Linked DNA regions of Mus musculus: regions 2 and 3 are each linked to region 1. The links are chromatin contacts, called in public ChIA-PET and HiChIP or PLAC-seq maps. All regions are on one chromosome and are shown on one strand. The core of a region is the stretch at or near the end of the contact, and the rest is flanking DNA. Distances in the headings are between cores, read along the strand shown.

What was found. ChIA-PET counts read pairs in DNA pulled down with a chosen protein or histone mark. HiChIP or PLAC-seq counts read pairs in DNA pulled down with a chosen protein or histone mark.
Region 2: a contact with region 1 is called in a BATF HiChIP or PLAC-seq map of CD8 T cells, with 11 read pairs. The contact joins the enhancer-like site here to the promoter of Pmepa1 in region 1. A contact is called at or near these places in 7 of 39 promoter capture datasets (HPC-7-derived erythroid cells, cranial neural crest, embryonic stem cells and 3 more), 1 of 15 datasets of contacts at CTCF or cohesin (CD8 T cells), 22 of 484 Hi-C or Micro-C datasets (the 3T3-L1 cell line, B cells, the C2C12 cell line and 14 more), 24 of 115 datasets of contacts at active chromatin or transcription factors (CD8 T cells, DN3 thymocytes, the SCID.adh cell line and 18 more) and 3 of 9 other capture datasets (adipose tissue, liver and pancreatic islet).
Region 3: an RNA polymerase II ChIA-PET map of memory CD8 T cells shows a contact between it and region 1, with 999 read pairs. The contact joins the enhancer-like site here to the promoter of Pmepa1 in region 1. A contact is called at or near these places in 7 of 39 promoter capture datasets (the 3T3-L1 cell line, cranial neural crest, hippocampal neurons and 3 more), 4 of 15 datasets of contacts at CTCF or cohesin (CD8 T cells, embryonic stem cells, large pre-B cells and 1 more), 35 of 484 Hi-C or Micro-C datasets (B cells, the C2C12 cell line, CD4 T cells and 14 more), 34 of 115 datasets of contacts at active chromatin or transcription factors (CD8 T cells, the SCID.adh cell line, Th2 cells and 25 more) and 4 of 9 other capture datasets (adipose tissue, embryonic stem cells, liver and 1 more).

Annotation. Positions count from the first base shown.
Region 1 is chr2:173,275,176-173,277,853 of GRCm38.p6, forward strand. It overlaps Pmepa1 (prostate transmembrane protein, androgen induced 1), which reads right to left and starts at 1,358. Exons shown (of 4, transcript NM_022995.3): 1 at 913-1,358. The coding sequence starts at 1,009.
Region 2 is chr2:173,431,045-173,433,722 of GRCm38.p6, forward strand. No RefSeq gene overlaps it. Among named protein-coding and RNA genes, the nearest start is that of Gm14642, 38 kb to the left of the region's middle. Within about 2 kb of position 1,332, at least 31 of the 459 cell types and tissues checked have an H3K27ac peak or open chromatin away from gene starts, as enhancers often do. A contact at or near this core is called in the C2C12 cell line, CD8 T cells, Th1 cells and 4 more, where this site is marked.
Region 3 is chr2:173,408,350-173,411,027 of GRCm38.p6, forward strand. No RefSeq gene overlaps it. Among named protein-coding and RNA genes, the nearest start is that of Gm14642, 15 kb to the left of the region's middle. Within about 2 kb of position 1,377, at least 83 of the 459 cell types and tissues checked have an H3K27ac peak or open chromatin away from gene starts, as enhancers often do. A contact at or near this core is called in B cells, CD8 T cells, the P5424 cell line and 11 more, where this site is marked.

The DNA.
Region 1 (2,678 bases), core at 108-2,607:
ACTTCTGGAGGTGCAGGATGGGGTTCAAACGGGGCACTCACCACCCTGAGTCTACCACCTCCAAGGAGGTCTCAACACAAACAGCCCCAAAACTTTGACTCATTTGTAACCACCGTCCCAGCCAGAGTGAGCCAAGCAGTCCAGACAGAGGCTATTTATAGGAGTCCGGGACAGACATTCACAATGACACACACTGGGGATCCGCGGTGGGCTAGACGCGCCAGCGCTGAGCCCTGGATTCAGACACCTGAACACAAACGGTCCTTAAATCTGGCTGGATCCAGATCATATCCCCAACCCCCGCCACGAGCACACAGCAAATCAGTCACACTGAGATGCAGGAACACTCGGACACGCACTCGGCCGGCACAGACCGCGACTCTGAACCACAGACACCAAAAGACGCGCGGAGACTCAGACAGACAGACTAGCGCACTCTACATACGCACGGAAACCCGGGACGCATCGCCATGGCCACTCCAGACACACGCCAGGAGCCCCAGACACCTCCCGGGCCAGACAGTGTCTCCCCCGCCCGCTCCCCCGCCCAAAGTTGATAAAGAGCCTAATTGCTCCATCGCCGCGGCCCCTAGGGAAAACGGAATGGAAACTTCCCCGACCCGGCTCCCCTGGCCCTCCCAAGAGGCGCGACGTCCCCGCCGAGCCCCGGGTCCGAGTCGGGCCGGGCGGGGCGCGCGCGGCGGGGACCGTGCCAGGCTCGCAGCGCCGCGGGACAAAGCCGGGCCGGCCGCCAGCTGCCGCGAGCCTCCGGGAGGGCGCGCCCCGGGCGCGGCGAGCGCAACCGGGGAGCCTGGGCGAGGCAGGCGCGCGGCCCCCGAGTCCCCACGCGATCCCGATGTCCCGGGCCGGGGATCCCACGGGGCTGTCCCGGGGGGAACAGGGCACACTCACTGATCTCCATGCTGGGGAACAAAGAGCGCTGGCAGTTGCACGCGCAGGAGACATTGGGCTGCCCGGCGGCGGCGGCGGCGGTGCCGTTGACCCCCATCAAGCGGTCACGGGCGGCGCGGGGCGCGAGGCGCGGGGCGCGGGGGCGGCTCCGGCCGGCGCGCGGGGCTCGGGCCCCGCATACAGCGAGCAGCGCGGCGCGGGCTCGGGGCGCCGCCGAGGTCCCCGAGGCGAGCTGGGTCCCCCGGCCGCCGAGCGGGAGCCCCGGGGCGGCGGGCCGTGGCCGCGGGCGGCGTGCGGGGCACGGGCGGGCGGCCGGGGCACGGGGCCGCCGGGCTCAGCCTGCGCGCCGGCCGATCCGCAGCTGAGCGCCGCCGCCCGCTCCTCATTCAAGTCCAAGGAGATCGGGTTGCGCCGCGCGCCCGCGGTCGGAGGCAGGCAGACGGTCTGACGTCAGCGCTAGACGGGGCTGCCGGTTCCCACCGCGCGGGGGCCGCGGAGGGGGCGCGCGCTGCGCCAATCCCCGCCGACGGCCCCCGCACCCTCCTCGGCCCGGGGGGCGGGCCCGTCGCTCGCGGGGCGGGCTCTTAAAGGGCCCGAGCCTAGCGTCCATGTAGACCGGTCGCCGGCGCTGCGTAGACCCAGCGCCCTCGAGACTCCGCAGGCCCGGTCCGCGGGAGCCCCCGTGCCTGCGGCGGTCACAACACAGAACAAGAATCAAGACGAAAAGTTAAGGTGTTCTCCTCTCCAACTCCTGCCCCTGGGGCCCTCCACCCAGGCTTTTGGGGGCACCCGAAGACTATAAGGTTTCTGGGGCGCCTTGGAAGAGTTTAATGCATGGAGATCAGAGCATGGAGGGTCTGGAGTAAAGACCCATCCATAGCTGTATTTCTCAGGAGACTGAGAATTAGTCTGAGCCCCTCCGCAACCCCCAACCCCGCGCGGCTCTTTAACTGGGCCTTTTGGATAGACTGGAATTTCTGTAGACACGCCCCGAGAAGCGCCCCCTGGTCCTTGCCTTGTAAATTAGTGCCCGGGACTGGGGGTGAGAGTGTGTGTGTGTGTGTGTGTGTGTGTGTGTGTTACTATTATGGGACACCCAAGCAGTTACACACCCTCACCCTCTATCTGCCGCCCCAAGGGCCACCGACTGGGTTGTGTGGCTCAGAGTGTAAAAGGGGGTCAAGGGAGGGTGCTTTTTGTTCATTAAGTTTTAATTAATTACTGGAGAGCTATGGGAACCCGTGCTCTGGCTTCAAAGATATTAAACTGTTACATAAGAGGCCTCCCATCCCTAGCGCAAAGCCAGCCTCAAATATGAAGTACGCCTCCTTGACCCATTCCTAAACTTTCAGTCGCCTGGCGTGCCTACTGTGTGCCAGAAGCACACCAGATAGTAATGTCTCCCATAGCAACTTGGGGAGACAAATTATTATTTGGCTTCATTTTACAGCCAGAGAAAGTGTTCGGTTCAGCTAAGCACAGCGGTGAAGGCTCAGGAAGACGGAGCCTAAGTTCTGCACAGCCTGATGGAGTACCTGTCCCTGCCCACGAGGGATCCAAGGACTTTAAGGGGCTGTGTCCCTTGTCATTAAAGAAGGGGAAAGCTTTCACAGGTTTTTGTTATTTATTTTTAATAGACTGGTGAATAGGTGAAGCTGAGAGAATAGTTTTCAGAGCAGCCCAGGAAGTGGGTTCCTCTGCCTAACCTTCCGTGACCTTCCTGGAGGAGCCACCGCGGAGCCCAGTGTCCTCCCAGAGGGAGGTTC
Region 2 (2,678 bases), core at 82-2,581, 160 kb after region 1:
TTAAAGAGCTCACTGGAAGTCCCTGAGTCTTTAGAAGTTGCCCAGTGGTAATTAGCTGTGGAGGAATTTGCCAGAACACATGACCAGGGTCAAATTTACACAACCTTTCTTCTCCCACTTCTAAATAATCATGACCTTATCTTATCCCCTTGTCTGTTTCAGCCTGGGCATTCTCATGCCCCCTCCACCTTTAGAGATGATACCACAGTATTTACTCAAAGCTTCAGTGTTGCTATAAACACCATCATGTGGCTATAGGAAAGGCTGTGGACATGTGACAAATGAAAGTCACTTCAGAAATAGGAATGAGGTTGGATCTCTCACAGGACTGGTGGAGGGAAGTCCAGGGAAAGCTCCCAGAAATGCACTCCTGTCTGAGACTCTACCCATCAACTGAACATGAGCATCCCCAGAACCGCATAGATGCGATGGGCGGTACACTTGTAATCCCAGGAGTTCGGGGTCATCTTCAGCTACATATCAAGTTGGAGGCCAGCCTGGGCTACATGAGACTCTGTCTCAAAGAGACATAATAAAAAGGTAAACTAAACAAACAACAAATGCATAAATCCCTCTGGGAGGAAAAGGGAGCCTTCACCTCAGCCTCAGAATGAACTTGTGTGTAAGAGAGACACACAGACAGCTCTTTGACTTCCACTTTCAGGTCTTCGAGAGTGAGAACACCTGCTACTGGTGGAGAGGGTGATGGGGGTGGGATAGCCTGTGCTATCCAGGACTGGGCTGAAGAGACTAAGGTAACACTCTCTTGTTCTGACTCCATTTTGAATCTGCCTTCTCAGCCTTTCCAGCCCTCAATAACCACATCCGCCTTGCCAATGCTTTTGAGGCCGTCTGTGACCCTAACCATTGTCCAGATGTATTAACCAAAATAATTAATGTTTGTGCAAGCTAAAACATAAAGCTAAAATAACCAGAGGAAGTGTAAATCAAAAATAATTGTCGTGTTGTGTCTGGAAATTCCTGCTAAGCTCTGCAAAAAGACAGATGTTACAAGGTTACCACAGCCCCAAACACTGATGCAACCTCCCTAGAACACTGTGGCTTTTACGAGTTTTGTCTTAAAAAAAAACACACACAAAAAACCACTGTACCCCTGAGCTTAATCAACAAGAGGCATTTTGGATTCGTTCACCTATCTTAGTCAGGCCATTATTAAAGAATTCTTAAACTCTTAATTAGCTTAATTAGTGTGGGTGTCAGTAACTAACTCACGTGGGTGATTTCAGGGCCTGGGATATGGAGCTGATAAATGTGAATGGCCAAAGAGTGAAGTGCTTTAAGGTGGAGTCAACATGAAGTGGATACAGCTGGCCACACAGAGTTTGAGGTCACTTCTTTGGTGGAGCCAGCTGGACATGGGTCAGGGACTGGGGGTAGAGGCTGGAGGATTTGGCTCACTTCTTTCTGCTTGGGTATCTGTAACTGAGGGCCATCTGGAACCCTTCAGGAAAGTGGCTGATACTGTTTCAAAGACATACTCCCAACCCCAGTGGTGGAAACGGGGGCCTAAGCTAGGTTTGTGCCCTCCCTGATGCCTGAAGTCCAAGCTGAGTGAGCCGTGTGTGCTATGTGGGGGCATAGGCCCCAGGGCCCCTGCTTTGATTTCACTCAGCAAATGACCGCTCCTAACCAGTGTGGCCAATCCTCATCCATCCTGCACCGTCCTCTAGACCCACTCCATGTCTGTTCTCTTGGTCCAGTGAGGGAGACCAAGCATTGGTAAAGGAGCCAGGGACATCAGTTGAAGGATCAGTGAGATGCCTCAGTGGATAAAGGCTCTACCTAACCTGAGTTCAATCCCCAGAACCCACATAGTGGAAGGAGAGAACCAGGTCCACATTCATGCCCTGACGTTCACGTGCCCCACCCACCAGCACTAAGTAAATGGATGCGATCATTTCTTTAATGTCTCCCTTTCCACCACCCATGTCTTCTGAGACAGCTCTGGGGAACCAGTGGCCTGATCAGTGTGATGCTGATTGACAGAGTAGGAAGGGAGGAGGGGGGAGGAGACAAGAGGGTGGGGAGGTCCAGGTCCAGGGCATCATTAGAGCCCAGTCTGCAGTGTAGGACAGAGGGTCCTGGGAGACACAGCAGGGAGTTTTTTTTCTCCACGCTGGGATTGGCAGATTTGAGACATGGAATATGTAATCCAATCCACACTGTGGAAATGTTGCACAGTCTGGTGGGAACTGAGAGGGGCCAGAGGACTCTAGATGTGGGATCTGAATTAACTGGGCAAGAAGGAGCCACAGCTGGGTCTGGCTGGAGCCGAGAGGATGGTACCAGGGACTCTTCCACATCCTCCCCCCTCCAATGTGGCAAGGGTCATCAGGGTGGACGCCTCATAACATCCAGGGTGGGTGTTTCACAACAGTTCAGCCACCTGGCTCTGGTGCAGAGGAACCTCTCAGCAGCCAGGAGCAGACCCCCAGGAGAGCTGAAGGGCAGAGGCAGTGAGGAAATACATAGGTCAAGGGGTGAGTCCTAGCTGTCTTGGCAACTCTAGGTCCTAGGTCTCGAGGATCGTAATAGACCTGTGCCAGTGTGGGAAATCGCCAGAGAGAAGGTGAGGGGGAATCGAGTCAGCCGTGCTGCTCTGTGGACACATGGACGACATCATAAGCAGGATCCCACGCCTGGTTGTCTAGCCAGCA
Region 3 (2,678 bases), core at 127-2,626, 130 kb after region 1:
TTTGCCTGGCAACCCTTCTTCACCCTGGGTTCAACTGGAGGCTTATACTGCAAACCCTCTCTTAAGAAGAAAAACCTTGCTGGGCGTGGTGGTGCATGCCTTTAATCCCAGCACTCAGGAGGCAGAGGCAGGCGGATTTCTGAGTTCGAGGCCAGCCTGGTCTACAAAGTGAGTTCCAGGACAGCCAGGGCTATACAGAGAAACCCTGTCTCAAAAAACAAAAACAAACAAAAAAAAAATTTATTTTAACAGATCCAGATCTGGTGCGCTTTAACTGAAACTCCGAATGGATGAAATCCCAGTCTGAAATGCAAACAAACACCACTTGATTTAAGCAAGAAGGAAGTCCTGAAACCAGCAGGTGGGCGGGCCCCATCTCCCCACTCAGCCCTCTTCACTAGTTCTCAAAGGATGCTTTCTGACAGAGGGCCCATGCTGGTTTTTCTGCAGAACAGGGCAAGGCTCAGGCAGAGACATAACTGCTAGGCCAATTCAGGCTGATGAAGGTCTATCTGGATCTTCTCATATGTATCTGGAAGCTCATGTGAACAGGAAGTTCGGCTAACCCTATCTCTCACAGACAGTCATAGCCGTGAAGCCCAGCACGGTGGCTTTAGCTCTGCATCTGTCTCTGGCCCGACTTAAGTGTGTCCTGAATCTAAGTCAACCCACCCATGGAATGGGGCCCCTACAGGGCCAGCCTCCCAGAACTCTAGTGAGTGACTACAGATGGTACCACAAAGTGTGGACCTATGTGGAGCATGCACAAGGATCCAAAAGCCTGAGATGTTCGATTTTAAAACTCAAGGAAGCTTGAGAGAGAGCTCAGCGGCAGGATTCTTGTTTGCCTGGCATGCGCGAGGTCCGATACCCAGTACCACAAAGAGGTCAGAGAGACTGGAAGAAAAGATGTACGGGTACTTCCATGTGGTGGACCAGTCCTCCAGCCCCCTGCTGGTTCTGGGACCATCGCAGACCTGACCGTAGCTGGTAAAGCCCTTTTCTCATGCTCCCCAGAGGGGCCCCTCTGAGCCCCATAGCTAGGCTCTCCTTGTTCATAAACCAGTAACCATGCAGAGCCAGAGGCCAAAGGCCTTTTCAGTTTGAAGCCAGGCCTGAAGGAAGATGGCTGTCTCTCTGATGAGTCCACACACATCACCATTAACGACCCTGGACCGTGCTGCCCACCCAGCGGGCCTGCGCTTCCGAGGTCAGCCGGCGGTTAATGAGACCGCCACCCTTAATTAATCCGACAGGCGAGGCCTCTTCACTTCCACTCAGCCTGTCAGCAGCTGGGGTGGGGGTGGGGGTGTCTCTACGGAGTGGCTTCCTGTCTCCTTTCAACAGCTTGCTGTCTGTGGTTTCCCCGGGTCAGCCCAGGCACCTGAAGGGCATCTTCCGGCATCGTTGGGTTTTCACAGACACATTTTCTGTGTCAGACAGCTCACCCAGGAGGCCGATCAATTGAGATCTGAGATCTACGCACTCTGGGCTTCTAAATCCCTAGGAGATGAGGCAGGTAGACCTACCCTGAATCCACAGGAGCTAGAAACTATGTGTGTGTGTGTGTGTGTGTGTGTGTGTGTGTGTGTGTGTGTGTGTGTGAAAGAGACAGAGACAGAGACAGAGAATGTATGTGTGTATGTGCATGTGTGTTACAAGTTTGTGTGTGTGCATGCATATTTGTGTTTGTATATGTTTGTGTGTGTGTTCAAGTGTGTGCATGTGTGTGCATGTGTGCAGCTCCTTTTAGTTCATTTTTCAGAACCAAAAGCTACCTCAGGGCCTTTGCACCTGCTGCTGACCTCTGTAGCCCATGAGGCAGATCTTAACATCCTTATTAGTTAAAAATGAAATTATGGCCCCAGAAACAGCATGGCCTGCAAACTGGCAACGGAGTTGTGTGCAAATGCTCCCACTAATGCCAAGACTGAGTCTGTCCGAGTGGTCACAGGGTCAGACAGCACCTGCCAGAGCCAAGCTCCAGGTCAGAAAGACACTACCAATGGGATTCAACCCAACCCAATGGCAGGTTGGGTTGAGTGGGCACAGGCTTTGCAGAGCAGCCCAGAAGCATCACGAGGGGTTCTTCACTGAGTCTCTTCAGTCCCATCAGTAAAAGGGTTAAAAATGACCGTCTCGTGGACTTTCTGCCCCTTGAGGGATAGTCACAAGAGACTAGAACCAGGTGTGACTCACCGTTAAGGTGAGGTGACCCACACAAGTCACGTTTCACTCTGTGAAGAGGTGACAAAGCACTGTACAGAGTGTGAGCCACGAGGACACTTTTGTCAGGCTTCCAAGAGCTTGACTCTAGCTGCTCTCGGGCCTATAGATCCCAGTAGCCCCCCACACAACTCCTTCCTCCCAGGCAAGTCCTAGTGTGGTGCCCAGCAGTTCAACAGCTATGCATGGAACATAGCACCTGCTGAGCCTTGGCTCCGTGTGCGATGGTGTGTGTAGCCTTTTGTGTCTCCTCTCTCCTTCTTGGCTTTCTCCAGATGGTCCTCAAAGACCATGAGAAGGAACCACGGTTCAAGTTCAAACATAATCTGGTCCTAATCTCAGCTGGGGCTGGCTTTCCTTGCAGGCTTGTAGGATGCCAGATGGTGACTTCTGGCTGCCACCCCTCTTGCCTTTCTATAGGTGTCAGAACAGGGAGCTGTCCTAGAGACGCT